Linked DNA regions of Mus musculus: all the other regions are linked to region 1. The links are chromatin contacts, called in public promoter capture Hi-C maps. All regions are on one chromosome and are shown on one strand. Each heading gives the region's core, a stretch centred on a gene start, on an enhancer-like site or on the middle of the called end of the contact. The rest is flanking DNA. Distances are from core to core; before and after follow the strand shown.

What was found. Promoter capture Hi-C pulls out the DNA fragments that hold promoters and counts their contacts.
Region 2: a contact with region 1 is called in a promoter capture Hi-C map of pre-B cells, with 7 times the contacts expected there. The contact joins the promoter of Tecr here to the promoter of Abce1 in region 1. A contact is called at or near these places in 2 of 39 promoter capture datasets (cranial neural crest and pre-B cells).
Region 3: a contact with region 1 is called in a promoter capture Hi-C map of pre-B cells, with 4 times the contacts expected there. The contact joins the promoter of Elmod2 here to the promoter of Abce1 in region 1. A contact is called at or near these places in 2 of 39 promoter capture datasets (liver and pre-B cells).
Region 4: a contact with region 1 is called in a promoter capture Hi-C map of pre-B cells. The contact joins the promoter of Zfp330 here to the promoter of Abce1 in region 1. A contact is called at or near these places in 2 of 39 promoter capture datasets (liver and pre-B cells) and 1 of 484 Hi-C or Micro-C datasets (CD4 T cells).

The regions. Positions count from the first base shown.
Region 1 is chr8:79,710,066-79,713,198 of GRCm38.p6, reverse strand. It overlaps Abce1 (ATP-binding cassette, sub-family E (OABP), member 1), which reads left to right and starts at 1,459. Exons shown (of 18, transcript NM_015751.2): 1 at 1,459-1,656. It overlaps Anapc10 (anaphase promoting complex subunit 10), which reads right to left and starts at 1,436. Exons shown (of 5, transcript NM_001357234.1): 1 at 1,355-1,436; 2 at 1-46. The coding sequence starts at 34.
Region 2 is chr8:83,592,990-83,596,122 of GRCm38.p6, reverse strand. It overlaps Tecr (trans-2,3-enoyl-CoA reductase), which reads left to right and starts at 1,632. Exons shown (of 13, transcript NM_134118.5): 1 at 1,632-1,783. The coding sequence starts at 1,769. All of the region lies in intron 2 of D830024N08Rik (a long non-coding RNA gene), which reads right to left.
Region 3 is chr8:83,330,823-83,333,955 of GRCm38.p6, reverse strand. Elmod2 (ELMO/CED-12 domain containing 2) reads left to right here and starts at 1,470. Exons shown (of 9, transcript NM_178736.5): 1 at 1,470-1,606; 2 at 2,698-2,845. The coding sequence starts at 2,704. Gm32327 (predicted gene, 32327) reads right to left here and starts at 1,337. Exons shown (of 2, transcript NR_168721.1): 1 at 906-1,337.
Region 4 is chr8:82,772,663-82,775,795 of GRCm38.p6, reverse strand. Zfp330 (zinc finger protein 330) reads left to right here and starts at 1,651. Exons shown (of 10, transcript NM_145600.2): 1 at 1,651-1,739; 2 at 2,785-2,916. The coding sequence starts at 2,797.

The DNA of each region.
Region 1 (3,133 bases), core at 210-2,709:
CAGCACCAGGAGGTGTCTTGTTCGGTGTGGTCATTTTTAAATTATTCTATAGAGAGACAAGCAATATACATTCTACCATGCCATGACAATCCTTCTGCAAAAATATAAAAACAGAATTTCAGTGCCCAGCGTTGTGGCACATATCTGTAATCCTAGTACTCAGGGAGGCAAAGGCTGCAGAAGCACAAGAATCTGAGTTCCAGGTCAACCTGGTCGACCACAGTGAGCTCCAGGACTACACAGAGATACCTGTTTGGTTTCAGACCCGGGACCAGGGAATGAGATGCATATTTTAAATACCAAAGCAGGACCTGGCTTCCAGGTTCTCCCAGCATCCCTCAGTCCCTATCTGGATATCCTGCCTGGAACCTTGAACTTTCCAGCCCAAGGGCTGGGCTGCCCTTCCCCCAGAGGTTTCTCCCTATATAAACCAGACGTTTTGGTCTCTCTTCCTGTTTTCCACTTCTTTCTCTGCGTGCACTCAACCCCTTCTCTCTTTCCTACCCCCCCCCCCCCCCCCCGCTTCCCCATGGAGATTTCCCTGGCCTTCGTCCTTGGGGCTAGTGAACTCGCCCATCTAAGATCAGCTTCCCAATAAACCTGCATTTAATATACTCTAATCTGGCTTAAACTGGCTAATTTCACTGACGGCAAAGAAATAAGCTATCAATACTCTGTCTACAGAAATATATCAAAAAAAAAAAATAAAGTAAAATTTCAATGGCAAAATAATCACTCATATTTCCTTCATCCTCCTTACCTTTTGTTAATCCTAGTAAATCTATGAAAAGTATGAAAAAAAAACTTCTTGGAGAGTGAAAACCATGTTAAATTGTTTCGGTGACTTTTATGGCTACTTTACACTATTGTAAATTATACTTATAATAAATTCCATAAAGTTCTGCTACAAGGCTAACATAACTATAGACCACCACCTTGACACGTCCCTTTGGATTCCAAACTATCCTTATAACCACCGCACAAACAATAATAATTTATAATTTACATAATCACAGAGACATACATTCCGTTAAAACATGAATACCATGCCATTGGAGATGTAGGGGGAGAGGGGCGGCCCATCTCGACACGGGAACAAAATTCAAAGAACAGCCAAGTAGATGAGACAAAACGCTAGGGAAGAAATGGGTTCCTGGCCTTAAACAGTAATACTGAAGGAGCTGAGAATTAGACTTGGGATCCTGCCTACCACCTCCGTCTTACCGGATTAGCAAGGCCCACAAAGCCTGAGGAGACAGCAAGCCTAACGCCGCCGAGACTAGGGAGAAGGGCTCTACCTGCGCCCGCTAGCACACAGTTCTCTAAACCGAGGGAGAGCCGCTGTCTTACACACCTGATTCGCCACAATTCCGGTTCTCAGGCCCCCGCCACTCCCACTGCGGCTCGACGATTCTAGGCTCCCTCAGTTCATTGGCGTCGCGGCGCAATGACGTCACCAACGTCATCACTCCCTCCAGGGCGCCGACTCTGCGCTCTGTCGCGCACGCGCACTATGCCCTCATGCCTTGCGCGAGGCGGCGGCTGTGCACCGCCATCTTTGCCGGTGGCGGTAAGAACACGCTGTGTGCTAAGACCTGACGGCTAGCGCTGCTTTGGCTACTGCACGCCCCGCTGTAAGGGGCCCGCTGTCTCCAGGTACGAGAATTCGCGGGAGAGGTTTGGTGTTAGGCGGCCGGCTGCCACCTTGGGAAGACTCTTAGGGACACAGTCGGAACGCCTGTAAGTTAGGCCTCAGTAGCGGAGACCGTAGCGCGTGGCAACCGGCTCCAGCTGCACATCTGGGACGCCGGAGCGTTCCGCGCGCGTCCGTTCGGCCATCCCGGCCTCAGGGCGTCTGTATTCCAGACACGGCCCGCTGCCACGAGAACGGTCGCAGATGCCATAGCCTCTGCTCGCCACCCTCCACTGCCCCTTCCCCCCACCCCCGCTCCCACCCTCAAGCTAACCCTTCTGTGGAGGACGCTCCGCACCCAGCAGATCCCCCAAGCTTCCCCTCACAGTCAGACGGCTATGTTGGCATTTGGTTGTAAGAAGTAATCCTTTTTTTTTTTTTTTAATAATTGTGGACTGACTCATAGCATCTTGCCGCCATGAAGTCCAGTGCTCCTAGTCCAGTCCCAGACTTTATGGAAATGATAGGCAAACGTTCTATCTTTCTCATAGAGCGACGTGTTCTCAGTTGGGACTGCGGTTAGTAGACCAAGTGAGTTTCCGAGTTGAGTGCCTGTCTTTAGGACTTCCGAGAAGCACTTTGTAGCACCCTGTCCTCTTCCCATTAGTGACTTAATCTCTTGTTTATTACCTCTTCGGCTTCTTGACATCAGGGATGCTGTCTTCAAAATGCCTTTAAATATCCTTTCTAGGCTTAATACATTGTAGGTATTTAGTATGTGTTGCAAATAAATGATGGTCAAAGGTGAATTTCTGAACCTCAAGAGCTACATAAGTATTTTCTCTATTTTGATGGTAAAAATGGTAACTAAGGAATAGCTGTCAAAAAGCTTTTATTGCTTTGCCCTTTCTTCCAAGGGACTACAAACTACGGAGTTAGAGTAACATTTGTATTGTAGCCTATGGTCCTGTATGCTGAAAGTAGTCACCCTGTGTCTGTCAGTTGATAATGTATTCACTATAATCAAAAAGCTTAAATATTTTTGAACCAAAATGTATTTAAGGTTTTATCTTTTCATAGCACTGCTTAGCTCACCTCTATAAATGAAACAACAAAGACAAAAATATGTTTCAGAAAAACATTCTAAGTGTTTTCAGATCTTTTTGTATTCCTAAAAGTTTTTCCTGTAATAATTCCTCTTCAGGTGTCTTTCTATTGGAAAGAAGGGAACTAACTCCATTTCCATAATTCTTGGAAATCGGGAGGTTGCACAAATTATGTTTACCTATGTAACCGTTATCCAAAGAATCTATATTTCTTTTTCTTAAATGTAAAATAATTTATTTTATTATTTAAATCAATTTAATTAGCCACCTCTAGTATATTTCTGTTCCCTATAAATATTACTTATTATAGGCTCTTATCATAGTGAAAGATTTATTCTCTGAAAATACTTTCATTTACTGGGTACTTTGTAGAAAAGCATTTTTTATTTGTATT
Region 2 (3,133 bases), core at 383-2,882, 3.9 Mb before region 1:
AGCTACTGTGTATGGCAGCCAACATGGCTGAGCAAGTATCTGTGGAGTGAGAAGTCCTTTGGTCATATGCCAAGGAGCAGTATAGCTGGATTATATGGTTTATTTTTTTGGCTTTTTGAGAATTCTCAAACTTATTTCCATAGTGGCTACACCAGTTTGCAATCCTCCCAGCAGTGAACAAGGGGTTACCTTTCCCTACACGCCCTCTAGAATTTGTTAATGGTTGTTTTATTGGTTTTATCCATTCTGACAGAGATGAGATGAAGCCTCAAAGTTTAATTTCTGTTTCTCTAACTCTAAAGAATGATGAATACTTTGAGATATATGTTAGCCATTTGTATTTCTTCTACTGAAAACGTCTGTTCTGATCCACAGCCCCTCCCCCCTTTTTCTGGCAAGAAAGTCTACAATTTTATTGGGCCTGTTATATAATATTATTAAACTAACCCTAAATGCCATGTCTGAACATTTATTCCTGCAGTATATACATATATATATTCAGGCTGCAGACTACAGCAAGCAGAATCTGGCTGCACTAGGCTTTTAACATTTTATATTTACTTATGAGAGTGTGTGTATATGTGTGCTTGCACATGTGCCATGGTGTCTCTGTTCCGGCCTTACATTATGTGGGTCCCTGGGATTGAATTGAGCCCATTAGGTAGGATACCAAATGCCTTCATTTGTAATGTCTTTTTTTTTTTAAGATTTATTTATTCTATATATATGAGTACACACTGTAGTTGTACAGATGGTTGTGAACCTTAATGTGATTGTTGGGAATTGAATTTAGGACCTCTACACCTCTGCTTGCTCTGGCCAACCCCACTTGCTCCGGTCCAAAGATTTATTTATTAAAATAAGTTCACTGTAGCTGTCTTCAAACGCACCAGAAGAGGGCATCAGATCTCATTATGGGTGGTTGTGAGCCACCATGTGGTTGTTGGGATTTGAACTCAGTACCTTTGGAAGAGTAGTTGGTGCTCTTACCCACTGAGCCATCTCACCAGCCCCTGTAATGTCGTCTTTCTCTGCACTGTTCTCTGATGTCCTGTATTTTTAGACTGGCAGCACCTGTCATTTTTTTCCTGTATATTTCAAGGGCTCAGTAGCTACATGTGGCCAGTAGTAACCAAACTGTACACGATAACGCAGGCAGAGACAAAGGTGGTTTTGCTTCTAGGGCCAGCTCAACTGACAGGAGCTGTTTTAGGAGGGGCACCTGTAGAATGCGGTGCAGGTTTTCTTTTCCTTTCTCCATTCGTGATATCTGGAGTCCTTTCAAGGGTCCTGGTGATGGATGATAATCTGAGGTCTCATCTCTTAGATGAGCTTCTCTACATCTACGAATTCACCCCAAGCCTGGCTCTCCGGGCCACGCAGCTCTTTGTTCTCGTTTTGCCGCATTGACCCCTCAGCCTGACGTCGCTGGATTTCCACCGCAACACTGCAATGGGCGGAGCCAGAGGGCGCGCGGCGCCCAGGCTTCCTTTTGATTGGTGGGTGGCCGGGTTTTAATCTTGCTTGCCAAAGTGGGGGGGAGGGGGTCCGCTGCGCTCCTTGGATCGAGAAATCTGATTGGTCAGTTGTGTGGCGCGAGCAGTGGGTGCACCCCACGCTGATTGGCAGGAGGGACGCACGCATAGAGGGGGGCGGAGCCGGAGTCCGGGAGTGCTGCTCCCCGAGTGTGTGTGGAGCTGGGTGGTGTTTGGTGCGGTACGGCGGCCACTCAGTTGCAGCAGAGCAGGTGCCATCCTGTGGAAGAACCATGAAGCACTACGAGGTAAGCAGCGCGGGGCCCTGGGCCATGATTACCGCAGACCGCAAGTGTCCTGCAGGGCCTCGGAACCTTTTTTTATGGTCTGACTCTCCGCCATGGCGCAGGCGCAGTGTAGTCTCATTGCGCATGTGCAGGGGGGTATTTATAAACCTGCCACCCAGGTTGTTTGGGGATGCCTTTTCTTAGGGTCTTGCAGGGCCTAGGAGAAGCTTGCAGCTTCCTTGCAGCATCCTTGATGGCCTGAGTGGCAGGTGTTCAGGAGGAGTGCGGTGCGGAGCACTTGGTTTTGGTACGAACGATTCTCTTGCACAATCCTTGCACGTTGTCAGCGCCTCGGGCTCAGGAGGGGCTCTGCAGCCAGCCTGCCTCTTCCGACCTTCGCACCCACCTCGCCAAGATGCCTGGGCGGCGAGGGAGTTGGTTCCAGGGTCACGCCAGCCCGTGACCGCCAGGGAAGAAATCTGAATGCGCAAGACCATTCTGGAAGCTCATGTCTTCTGACTGTATCTTGGGTCACCTTTCCTCTTAAAACCAAATCTTCTAATGCTCTTCTCGACCTGATGATACTAATTTCGTTGTTGCTGACTTTTAAGTAATCATCATAAAACAGTAACTCACTGCTCACATTCATAGTAAGAATACATTAGTCAGGGCTAACTACCGTATTACTGAGGTTTTGTTATGTCCTCAGACTCATAGTCCTCTGCGGAGGGATTTGTAGTTTGTTACTATGTAGGTGAAAGTCAGAGATGTCCAGTGAGTTGTTGGAAGGTCCCTGCTAGTAATTGCAGAACAGAAAGGAAATGCAGATTTCTTTTCAAAGGCATAGTTTCTAACCACTAGCAGTGCGGTTCCGGGTAAATGAAAGCTGCCAAGCTGAGAGTTGTGTGTATTTCTCCCCTCAGATCTTAAATTTGTGATGAATTTAGTCAACCTCAGCCTAGCCTTAGGTTAGGGTTTTTTTTGTTTTTTTTTTTTTTCCCCTTCCCTGCCTGCTCCCTCAGTTTGTAGTGCTAGGCTTAGAACTCAGGGCTTTTCTCCTGCTAGGCAAGTACTCTAAACTCTCTTTGATCTTGTAAAACTGAAGCTGTACAGCAGTGTACAGTATCTCCCCATTCCCTCCTCCCCCAGCCCCTGGCAACCACCACTTGTCTCTGGAAATTGGCATACTTCAGGAACCTCCAATACATAGGAAATAATCCTATTTTTTTTTATCACAAGTTGAATACTAATATTGCTATTCATCTTCTGTATCATGATTATTGTTGGTAGTTTTCCCAGGGCCTGTGAAATGAATCTTGAAATCCCCAGTCTTTTTTCTTTTTTTTTTTTTAACATGATGCCAGAGGACCA
Region 3 (3,133 bases), core at 221-2,720, 3.6 Mb before region 1:
ACTGGAGACAGGGAGAGAGATGGTCTCCACGAAATATTTCACTCCCATGGGGCAAAGGTGGTGGCTTGTCTGCCCTTCATAGGTTTATGCTCTACAAGAAGAATCTACCTTTAAAATGGAAAGGCATGCCGGGCGTGGTGGTGCATGCCTTTAATCCCAGCACTCAGGAGGCAGAGTCAGGTGGATTTCTGAGTTCGAGGCCAGCCTGGTCTACAAAGTGACAGGACAGCCAGGGCTACACAGAGAAACCCTGTCTTGAAAAAAAGAAAAATTGGAAAGGCATGTACTGCGCACTTAATCAGACCTAACACGGAGATGGATGGGGCATAGACAAGACACTGGCTTGAATATTTTTGGAAGTATAAGGAACTAATAGTGGTTGGTCCTGACAAGGGGACCAAGGAGCCAGGAATCTTGTTTGGGTAGGAGGCTAAACTGTCTGTCTGTCTGTCTATCTATCTATCTATCTATCTATCTATCTATCTATCTATCTATCTATCTATCTACTTTTTTAGGCAGATCCTTAAGTAGCCTTGAACTGCAGATCTCCCTGCCCACATCACCCTCCAGCTGGCATGTAATTACAGGCATGCATGAGCGTGCCCAATTCAGGAATTTCTTTTGTTTCATTTTTAACTTCTTTTATATTTAGCCTTCTCTCCACTTGGCTCTTTCTTATCCAACCCACCAACCCCATTATTGTGCCATCAGCCTTTTGTAATACATTCCTAACCCAGGACTTCTACATTTACTGTCCTGTGGATCAGTCTTCCTCCTGAAGCTGGCCCAGCACACTCCCTCATCTCCTCTAGTAACGCTTATCCTTACTTTGCTGATTCCGCTGTATGTAATGATCCCTTCCCCTACTCCCTAATCCCCTTAATAACTTTGTTAGGCAGCTTCACCTGATACTATGCTTTTGCTGGTTGGTTTGGCGTGCGAGTCCCTTGTAGAAGACCACCTAGCACATAAAAACCATACTTTTGAGGTTTAAAAAAAAGGCACAGATTATTCCTCCAGTAGAAACGATGTTAAGAAATGAACGTTTGATGAATTAAGTGTTCCATGTTTGTTTTCAGAGGAAAAACTCGCAACTTCTCATTGCACACACTTAGTCACGCAAGTTCTTTTGCGTCATCCATAAAGTGCCTTCGACCCAAGTTTCCTTTGTGCCTCATAAAGATGGGAAATAATCACTTCGCAGATTAGGAAATGTAAGTGAAAGTGCTGTGGTCACGCCCGCGGTGGAAGAGTCCCGGAAAGCCCAGAGCAAAGTTCCCAGGCCGAGTCCACAGGGAACTCGTTGGCGCTGGGCTGGGAGTGCGGCCGCCGCCGTTGCCATGGGAACCGTCCAGCGTCTGGCGCGCCTGCCCGCGGGCCCCTCCTTCCGCGCCGGCGATAGGCTGAGAGCGAGCCAATCGGAAGAAGACGAAGAGGCGGGGCGCGGAGCCAAGAGACACCCCGCCCCCGCAGCCTCCGTGCGGACTTCCGGGTCGCGGTGTTCGCAGGGAGCGCTCCACGTAGAGCGTCGTTTCCGTTGCCGGTGTTTGCAGCTGGGGAAACCGAGGCAGTGCCAGCTTCCCCCTAGTTCTTCCGCTCCTGTGAGGTGGCTGCTGTTTTATTTTTCTCTCACTCTGAGTTGCTGGCGTGCGGCTGCGCAAGCCTCGCTGGCGTCCCGCGGATAACCCGCAGGGTGCGGGGGCCGTCGGGGCTTTGTGCAGCGTTCCCGCGCGCGAGAGGGGCGGGACGGCGCGGTGCCCACGGGGCTCGCACTCGGTTTCCCGAGGCCCTGGGGCTCGGCGGGACGGCCTGCCTGCGCCTGGCACTTCTGCCCGCTTCGTCCCGACAAGCGCCGACGGGATGACTCATTTTAAAGATCCTGATCCGCGTGTCTGGCACCGACACCTGGTGCCTTGCCTTGCGGGGATTTCGAATTTGACAGCTCCTCGGGCCCGGGCGCAGAGAGGGTGTGTCTGCGAATCCCAGGGCTGGAGTTCCCGGTATCCCTCCTCCCCTTCGTTTAGCACCCGAAAAGAGTTTTATTGCAAGATCAGTTATATCAAGTGTATAGATTTTGTGGGGTTTTTTGTTTTTTAACCTCTTGGTGTCTCTGCCCTTCACCTACTGACTAGAACAATGATGAATTCGTCAGGATGCCATCTGCTCGGTTTCCCAACCTGTATGCTTCAGTTTGTAAGCCACTTGTAGTGTTTTCATTTGTCGGAGTCAGCTGACAGGGACAGCTGGGCGCGCTCTCAACCAAGGCTGAGAAGAGCTCATTTTTTGGGAAGCCACATCTGATGTGTGGTAGATTTGAAATTGTTGCTCGGTTGGTCCTTTTATTCTTGAACTTCTTTGTTCCAAGTTTCAAGGGATGAAAAACGGAAGTATGAATCCAAAATATTAAATATAATATTTGGCAAAAATGAAATGTGGTTATTCTTTTTAGCGATTAAATAATTTGGCCAGTTATTTGGCTACTTTTTACATTTTTTTTTCAAGTGACCATTTGGCAAATCATTATTTAAGCTGTTGTATGTTATTTCCTTGCCTGATGAATTAAACACTCACAAAATAGACACAATGGAATAATATATTTCATTATCATTTGGGGAGTTGGATCAACTTAATTTCTTTTTCAGTTTTATAATTCCAGTTTGAGACCGTTAAGCTTGTGTGTTTATATCCTCTTTCCAGGGAAACATGTTCGTGTCTCTGTGGGAGTTTTTCTATGGACACTTTTTCCGATTTTGGATGAAATGGCTCTTACGGCAGATGACTGGGAAATGTGAATTGCAGCGAATTTTTGACACCTATGGAGGGGCACAGAGGACCTACAGAATAGGTAATACCTTCAAAATAAAGAAAATTCAACATTAATTATAACCTAACTGAATTCTTCTGCTCACCCCATGGGAGTTTGATTTGAGCGAGTCACTGCAGCTGAGTTTCTTAAGCTTTGTGGTCTTTAAGTTCTTTTCATTCTACTACTGACTATTGAATTGAGCACTGAATATATAAAAAGAAACTTCCTAAAACATCCCATATGTATCCAAAAAACGAGCCTTTTGGGTGTCTTAAAAATGTATCAGTTATTATTCAGATTATATTTTCAATTGTTTACTAGAAAATT
Region 4 (3,133 bases), core at 402-2,901, 3.1 Mb before region 1:
CAATAAAATTCTCTCCTTACTCATACTTGGGAGCAGTCATGTCCTCATTTTATACAAAGAGGAGATGGTGATGTCTGTTGAAATTGATATAAGTGGTGGAAGCTTGAAGAAAACAAGTATGTTTTGATTATGATTAAATATTGTGGTAAATGGGAATAAGAGATTAGGGAACTATAGGAGGACAGAAGGGGAATCCTGAGAGGCTTGAGTTTAGTGACATAGACTCCTGTTTATGTATCAGCACCCCATCCCCCAAAACCCCACCCAGAAAATCAATAGGAGGGAAAAGGTACATCATTTAATGATCAGTAGTACAAAAACTATGATAAAAACTGTGACTAATGAGATGGGACTGTTTTATTAAGTAGAACTTGCAGAAAAAAAGACTGAAAAGGATGACTAAACAAGAGAATACAGAACAGAGCACAGGGTAGGAGCCTAGTAAGCCAAGACATTCATATTTCATTGACAAAACTGAGCTCTCTTCAGAGAAAGGCTTGAGGTGTGGTTATGAAAGCGAATTCCTGGAGTGCAGCAAAGATGATAACAGAAGGGGTTGGAAAAAAAGAGAGAGACCAAAACGAGTTGTCTTCCATTGGGATGTGAATGTGGTAAAGACAGAAGATGGCCTTGTTGGACATCAGTGGGAGGAGAGGCCCTTGGCCCTGAGGGTGTTTGATGTGTAGGAGAATGCAAGGGCTGGAAGCCAGGAGTGGGTGGGTGGATAGGGGAGCACCCTCAAAGAGGCAGAGGGAGGGGGATGGGATAGGGAGTTTTTGGAGGGGAGACCTGGAAAGGGAAAAACATTTGAAATGTAAATAAAAAAATATAAAAAAAAGTGGGTGGATATAACACAGCTCCACTCAAATATAGAAGGTGATAGGCAGTAAGTGATACTCACATGCAGTACTGGGAGTAATGTCAAGAACTTCCTCCCCAAAGGTAAGGTGGGAGTGAGAGTGGAACATTTACCTTCAGTGTTATTTAAAGCAAACAGTCTTGTAGGGAAGCATAGTTAGATCTCAGCCTCGGAGCAGAAGCAGAGAACGTGGGAGGATTTGCTCACAATGGAACAGAATGCACACAGCAGAGGCCAAGCAAGACACCTCCGAACTCAGTGTTGTGAGACATTAAAAAAAGCGGGGGTGGGTGGGTGGGGGGGAGGAGTGGAGGGCTCTGCAGTTTCCTGTGAGCACGCCTATAATCCTAGTGCTGAGAGACAGAGGTAATGGAGTCGTGGCTTCAAGGCCAGGGTTCCATTCATTATGTCTCAGAAAATAACAACAACAAAAATTAAAAATGTGCCATGTGAGGCTTGTCAGGCTCCCAGAAAGGAAAAGGATTTCAGAAGAGTCAGGCAAAAAATTGCTAGCAAAGTTCTTGTTCTCCTCTCAAAATTTTTTGTGGGCTCGTCTTTCTTTTCCTTTTGGACTTTTTAGCTCTCTGAGTTAAATAATAAAATCAGAATGACATAGCAGAGGCCTTGAGATGCGGCAGCTCTCTGCCCTCTACTTTCTTTGCAACGCTGGAGCCTCTTTCCATTGTAGCAAGTCCACTTCCGGGAAGGCGGGTCCTCCCCGAGGAGGGGGCGGAACATGCGGGATTCTTCCTGTTGACGTGTTCAACCTGGGCGCTCTGACATAGCAGGATATCCGGTCTCGCTCCCACCGTTGGAAACGGGCTGCTTCTGCCGTTCTAGCCCGCGGCTCGCCCTCTCCTCCGCGTCCTCGGCCACTGCGGTGAGTGGCGCGTCCCCGTGAGGCCGCGCGACGTGGGTGGGTCTGGAGAACGTGAGGGGCCCTCGGGCTGCTGGCGGGTCGCGAGCCGCGTGGCTCTTCCCGCGCCCCCGCCTCCTGGCCTCCCAGAGCCTGGAACCCAATGTCGCTCTGCTGTCACCAGGATCTAAGCTTGAACTCAAAGAAATCTCTCCTCGTTGGCACAAACAGATTCGAGGAAAAAAATAGGTCTGAGATGTCTTAGTGGGTACAGAATTCATCCACGGTCACCCGTGGCCACTCAGCCACATGCTCCAGACTTCCCTTTTAAACACTGAAGGAAGGCCCCGTGGCGTGGCCAGCATGATTAACCACTGATTAGCTCTGAAGACTGTCCTGTCCGAAAGGATTGGGGCACCAGAGTGAGAACACAGAAGCCTGGTTGTCTCTGTTGTAGTTTTTCTGTGTGCTGAAAACCAGCACTGTAAGGTTTGATGTCTGTGTGGGAAACAAACTCCAAAGCATCTGACTTGTCGAAACTGTTGCATCTAGGCACGAGGGACAGGCAGCGAAAGCCACTGTAGTACCTTAGTCTCTTAAGAGAAAATGGGTTTGTTTGCGGTCAGGCCTTGGGTTGCTGGTTATTTGTTTAGATACCATGTAGGTGACAGTGTACTGTATAATACTGTATGTCAACAGCATTAGGGCTGAGACTGTATAGCTCAAAATGGTTATTTCAACTTGGCACAAAACAAATATTTTTAGTCATTTCTTACTAATGGTGCATACATAGGTTTTTTTGAGTGAAGAGAATAATTAGGGTGAGAAAACAATTACTCTAGCTGTTTGGTTGAGGTCCTTGATGCTTATGCTGTGTGAGAGTTTGGAAGCCCAGAGGAGGGCCTTAGTTTAGGAGCCTGCAGCTGGAATAATGTGTGTGTAATGTTGCTAAAGGCTTCAGATGGGATGAGGTGCATTTAAAATTGAAAGACTGATTTAATATTTAAGGAAAGTATAGATGCTGTGTGACTGAACGCATCAATTATACCTTTCCTGTTTTCTTGTTTAGAAAGAAGGGAACATGCCGAAGAAAAAGACCGGTGCGAGGAAGAAGGCAGAGAACCGCCGAGAACGCGAGAAACAACTGCGAGCATCAAGAAGTACTGTCGACCTAGCCAAACACCCATGCAATGCTTCAATGGTGAGAGCTTTTTAAAGCAATGGCTGGTGGCTGAATGGAGGACTCTGTAGTACCATATATAGGTACCTAAAAAACATGATCAACTATGGTGTGCCCCTGTGAAGAACCTGTTAAAGGTGTCCTCAGTATTTTACTGAGTAACAATGATATTTTTATTGTTGTTAGAGTATGTATTATCAAGCCTGGCGTATCATGAATTACTGGTGACAATAGATGT